2 separate regions of the Ovis aries genome follow, and region 1 is linked to region 2. The links are chromatin contacts, called in public Hi-C maps. All regions are on one chromosome and are shown on one strand. The core of a region is the stretch at or near the end of the contact, and the rest is flanking DNA. Distances in the headings are between cores, read along the strand shown.

Region 1 (3,094 bases), core at 309-2,808, 40 kb before region 2:
CAAAACCAACACTCTCTGAAGCACGATAAAGAAAGAAGTTTCAACACTTACATGAAGACAACTTTTAGAGAATTCAAAAATATTATCCAACTTAGTCTCTCCCTAAGACCTTGGGAGCATTGCAAACGGAGTCAATTATGTTGATATAAAAATTGATTTTTTTTCCTCTCAAAGTAGCAGTAACTGCATTCTCATGAGTCTGTAAGCCTTGTCACTTTGTTTTTCTTTACCATTTCTAAGAACTTGTTTATACAAATTAGATAGAAAGCAGATTCAACCAAAAGCTAAAAAATGTTTACTTAGCTGTTTGGTTAAAATATTCTGGAATAATACCACGCAACACTGCAAAACATCACGACGTACCGTCCAGGGTAGAATCATAGAAATAAATAACGCTAACGTGTATTTTCCAGTATTCACTGTTACAAAATCATAACGTCTCAGGATACAAACAACTAGATTGTATAACGTCCCCACCTCGTTTTTTTAGAACTAGCCAAAAAAAAAAAAAAGAAAAAAGAGGTGGAGAAACTCAGCAAAACAAAGTGGCGAGAAAAGTCGGGGGAGGGGCGCTGGAAGCGAAGGGGCGGAGAAACACGACACAGAGGCGGTGATATCACCCACAGCCAACTGCATGGAATTCAGAAAGTTAAGTGTCACCCAGCAATTTGGGTCCGGGCTTGCGGGGCGCCTGCACAGTGTGGCGGCGGCGGCAGCCGCCGGGGAAGCAGGAAGGGGGAGGGGCGGTGTGGCCGAGTGCGCTCCGGGGCAGCGGAGGCCAGGTCGGCGTGCGTTCAAGCCCCGGGTCCGGAGCCTTGTCCCCGGCCCTGCAATGATTTCATCTTTTCGGAGGAGCGACCGCCCGAGCCGCGGCTGCCACGTGCCTGGTCCAGCCCTGTGCGCTGCGCCGGGGGACGGACCCGGACGCGACCGCGGTCACCGCGGATCGCAGCGGCAAGCCGAACGAAAGGGCTGGCGCCGGGAGAGGGGCTCAGGATTGCTCCGCCGAGATCGCCAGCGGCGGCGGGGGAGGGGGCCCGGGGGGGTCTGTCCTCCTGCGCACCTCCATCCCCCATCCCCGAAAAGGGGAAGGCCGGAGTGCCGGGCAGGTTTTGTAACTCCGAGGGCGGATGCAGGCGGTGGCCGGGCAGGATGGAGCAGCCGTGCCCCTCTCCCGACCCCCCGGGGACCCCGGCCCCGCTGAGCCCGGTTCCCGGCCTGCGCCCCGCCGCTCAGTGCGCGTCGCCGGTGGCGTGGCCGTGGCCGTCCGGCCCCTGCGCGAACCCGGCCACCCGCGTAGGGGACGGTGGCGGCCGCTGGGGGCCCGCAGCCGCGCCGGTCGCAGCCCGCCACTCCTTCCGCGTCCCGTGCCCCCTCCGGCGCCTCCTCCCGGGGCCCCGCAGAGATGCTTGTACCTTCCACCGCCTCCTCCACCATCTCATCGTCGCTATCCATGGCGGCTGGGGACCCTGCCCAGCTCGGGGCCGCGCGGCTGCCTCGCGTCCCTCCGGGTGCTCGCGGCGGCTGAGCGAGCGCTGGGGCTGAACCCTGCGAGTTTGGAGGAGGAGGAAGAGGAGGAGCAGTCGGGGCTGGCTCGCACTGCCTCCCCCTACAGCCCTTTCAATTCCTTGGCCTTAAGCTGCTCCGTCGGCAGCCGTCCCTCCTCCCCTTCGCCCACTGGCCCCCTTGCCTCCCAGGCTCCGGGGTGCCGCGGTGGCCGCCGCCGCCGCCGCTGCAACTTTCTCCTGTAATACCCCCTCTTTGTTATCGAGCAGCTGATCCGCTGACATCACCCAGCGCCGGTGCGCTCCCTCCCTCGCTGATTGACAGTTCCCTGTCCCTTCCCAGAAGTAAGGCTCCTTAAAACGAAAGGCGCTCCCGGTCCGCGCTGGCTCTGCGCCCCACCCCTCCAGTCCCCCGGCCCATTACGGGTTTAGCTTTTGCTTCTGCGAGGTTGGGTGCGCTCCGAGCGCTCTCCTCGCGGCGCTTGGGACCTCCGGGTAGCCACCCTTGGGGGTGGGGAGGGCTCAGAATGCTCGACCTCCAACTATGCCAGGGACCCCTTGGAAGTCCGCGTTCAGTGCTCGCCAGCCGTAGCAGCCCTCCCCTCCCCGCCCCGGCTCCTCCGGACAGCCTCCAAAGAGCCGGGCAAGCTCAGGCAGCGTTCCTGATACTCCAGCGCCTCAACTTCCTCTCGCCCTCGCCCCCACTTCATCCCGTTTGCCACCCGGAGCTGCACGAGTGCGGCACGCACGGGAGCGCAGGTGTCCCCGCGTTGCAGCATCACATCCGCGAGCAGGTTTCCCAGGCGCCAGGGGGTGACATCCAGCCCGGATGCCGCCGGACTGCGGCTCCCACCCTAGCGCGCTGCGTCCCCACCCTCCTCGGGACCATCAGGCGTCTCGTCTCGAGTGATTCAGAGCTTCAGCAAATCCAAATGGCAGCGGGCTCTTTATCAGGCAGGAAATAAGCCGCGCGGAAGGCCTGGCAGGTCCCTCCTCGCGGTGGTGGTAACGGAAAAGGAGCCACCGAGTGGAGCTCCCGAGGAAGGACCCTCCGTCTGGCGCGCCTCCCCCTGTCGCCTCCCGCCCAGTACGTGTGATGTCCCCAGCCGTCTCTTGGTTTCTCCAAGTGCCAGCCCTTCACAGATTCCTGCTCTTGAAGTGTAGAACATCACGGGGCCCCCGCTTCCCGGCCCCGCCACTTAGTGTCATTACGGCGTTGCCTCTTACAGGTGGCGGTAAAGGGCGGCTGTAAATAGCTGGTTAAATGGATGCAAATGTACACAATGTACCGTGGAATTACCGGGTGCCGCTCTGGGCATCTGCCAAGAACAGCTACTGCACGCAGCGGGCGAGGGCGGGGAGCGGAGAGGAGGGAGCAGAGAAAGTTGTTCTGTTTTGTTTTCTGAACCACGAATGAGACTTTGCGGATTTCGGAGTACTTCCAGTACCCGGGAGACCACGTCTTGTTTTGGGGCTTTGTGCTTAAATGCCAGGTATATATATATTTTTTAATCGAGTACTGTGTTTCTTCTTAAACTCAGTTTTTATTCGGTGAAAAAGAGCACAATGTTAGGGACATTTGTCTCAGC
Region 2 (2,954 bases), core at 351-2,850:
CGGTGATTTCCCTCACAGTTCTACTAAGGATAACAAGGCCTTTACTTCAGGGAAAGTGAGAGAAATGGTGTGATCCTAGGCAGCTACCCCTCCTGATGGTCCCTCCCACCTTGTGCGGGGTTAAGATAGATGCCTTTCTTTCCCTTCTGAGTCAAATGCACTGGACACTGACCCACTGAGAAGGCTTTGCTGATCGAAATAATAACTCATTACCTTAAAAACATACTTCACTGTAAGTCACTTCAGGGTATTCATGGTTTCAATAAGATGGCCCTGGCTTTTCAACATGATAAAAGAAGAGTTACATGAAGATTGCGCCATCTTGTTACAGGAAACAGCAGAGGAAACGTCAGCTTTTACCTGAAACCCTAGGCCTGAGAATTTGCAATGTGACACAGCCAGGAGGTGGAGTTGGTCACTCCTTCCGCCTTCAGGCAATTCTTCCATTCAGCTTCCAGGCCTTGACGCTCTCCTGTTTCTCCTCCTCCCCGCCTGGCTGCTCCTCTCGGCTCTTAAGCTGGGTCCAGTGAAGGCTGGCACAGCTTCCCTCTTGTCTCCTTCCCTCTCCTGGTTATATCACTGGTCCTGTACCTTGCCATGCTGCCGTATCCTGGTACCTCCGAACTTATCTCTCAAGCCCTGCACTGTCCCCTGAGCGCCAGTCTTGTTTACCCAGATGCCAGCTCGACATCTCTACTAAATGTCAAATAAGCCTCTCAAACCCAACGTGTCCAACACTGAGGTCCTAGACTCCTCTCCCGATTTTCAACCCGCATCTTCACCATCTCAATGAATGACGATTACATCCTCACAGGTGCTTGTGTTAAAAGAACTTGGAGTCACTGCAGTGAATTGAAATGGTGTCTCCCCCAAAGACATGGCCATGTCCTAACCCCCGTTATGTGAATGTGAGCTTAATTGGGGGAAAGTTGTTGGCAGTTATAATTAAGCCTCTCTAGGTGAGGTCATGCTGAATGATCTGGGCAGGTCCTAAATCCAAGGAAAAGTGTCCTTACGAGAGATAAGAGATGACACACAGAGGAGAAGGCCGTGTGAGGAGGGAGGCAGAGATTGGAGTCATGTGGCCTCAGCCTGAGGAATGCCCAGATCCCCCAGAAACTGGAAAAGGCAAGAAAGAATATCCCTTAGAGCTTCTGGGGACAGGCACCCCTGACAACTCCTTTATGTCAGCCTTCTGGCCTCCAGAGTTGTGACAGAATAATTTTCTGTCACTTTAAGCAGCCAAGCTTGTGGCTCTGTGCTTCAGTAGCCACAGAAAACTAATGGAATGTTCAACCATTCTCTTCTTTCTTTTTCTTGAGCCAACCTCCCAGCAAATCCTGTTGGCCCTTTCCCCAAAACAGGCCCAGAATCTGACCACTTCTTACCAGCTCCATTGCTATTCACCTGGTTTGAGCTCTTACATCTCTTACATGGAATATCGCAATCCCGTCTTCCTGGTTCTGCCCTGCACCCCCCCCCCCCCGCCCCCCAACCCCACGCCAAATCCTTTTAACACAAAGTCAGATCATGTTACTTCTCTAGCTCCTCAGAGTAAGAGCCAAAGTCTTACGAACAAGGGGCTGCCACGGGTTTCGTAATCTGGCTGGCTTCTTTGATGTCTCTAACTCATCTTAGACGGCGTCCCCCTTGCTTACTCTGCTCCAGCCACTATAGCCCCTTTGCTTTCCCTTGTATGTACCAATCATGTGTCTGCCTCAGGGCCTTTGCACCGACCTTCCCTTCTGCCTGCAACACTCTTCTCCCAGATATCACCATGGCTAAATCCCTTGTCTTATTCAAGTCTTATGTATTTCCTCAGTGAAATCTTCTCTGACAATTCCATTTAAAATAACAGCCCTAATAAATGCTCCATCAGCCCTCTCCATACTCGAGCCTGCGTGTGTGCTCAGTGGCTTCAGTCATGTCTGACTCTTTGAGATCCCACCAGGCTCCTCTGTCCATGGGATTCTCCAGGCAATAATGCTGGAGTGTGTTGCCATGCCCTCTTCCAGGGGATCTTCCTGACCCAGGGATTAAACCCATGTCTCCTGCATTGCAGGCAAATTCTTTACCACCGAGCCACCAGGGAAGACCCTCCATACTCATATTATGGTATAAATACTGTGTATCTTACTTGTTTATTTTAATTGTTGTTTTTCTCCATCTGCTCGAAGGTGAGATCCCTATGGATATATTTATGTATTTTTTAACATATTTAAAAAATATATTTAACCCATTTTTCTCTAGAAAAAGCAAGCTATAAAATCTCACCAACTGAAGAATCATCTTCCAAACAGTTGCATCTTCCAGAAAGCATTTGCATCATATTGCTTCTTTCTGGCTCTTCGTAAGAAGTACTTGGGGACAGCAGCGTCTCATGGGTTTATACAGATATACCATGCTTTGAAAATATGGGAAAGTAGAACTAGGAATATTCAAAACAAAGTCAGAGTGTGGTTGTTTACATTACCGAAGGACTCTTAATTTAGAAAGGAAACCAGTGTTGAGTGCCTATAAATAGCAGCTCCCTCTGCAAGTAAGTGCTTGTTTATTTGACTAAATGCTTGAGGTCAGGAACACTTCAAACTCATACGCTAGCAGGTCAGCAAGATCCTTTGAAAATCATTGGAAATAATGGTAAGTTATCCCTAAAATAATGGTGTAATTGGTGAGAAAAAAAATGTATTTACTCCATCCGCCTAAATCATCTTCAAATGACACTTTGGAAAACACATTCTTGACATGAAGCTAAGCACAGTCATACTTGCATTTGCCATGTGGAACTGTCTGGCATTGCAACTCACACAGAATTCAAATTGAAAGACTGTGTAGCTGTCAGCAGTTTTACAAGACCAGGGGATAAAAAGTAAGTCTGTTTACAGAGAGGCAGCCAGACCCATAACTTCTCATTTACAAGCAGCACACACACGATTGTTTTATGTGTGTGGTTT

What was found. A called contact is a pair of places that touch in the nucleus more often than the background predicts.
Region 1: a contact with region 2 is called in a Hi-C map of muscle, with 3 times the contacts expected there. The contact joins the promoter of SETD7 here to the enhancer-like site in region 2. A contact is called at or near these places in 3 of 16 Hi-C or Micro-C datasets (hypothalamus, muscle and skin fibroblasts).

What each region holds. Positions count from the first base shown.
Region 1 is chr17:18,223,568-18,226,661 of ARS-UI_Ramb_v3.0, reverse strand. It overlaps SETD7 (SET domain containing 7, histone lysine methyltransferase), which reads right to left and starts at 1,558. Exons shown (of 8, transcript XM_027956265.2): 1 at 1,416-1,558. The coding sequence starts at 1,455.
Region 2 is chr17:18,183,342-18,186,295 of ARS-UI_Ramb_v3.0, reverse strand. No RefSeq gene overlaps it. Among named protein-coding and RNA genes, the nearest start is that of SETD7, 40 kb to the left of the region's middle. Within about 2 kb of position 1,600, at least 7 of the 54 cell types and tissues checked have an H3K27ac peak or open chromatin away from gene starts, as enhancers often do. A contact at or near this core is called in muscle, where this site is marked.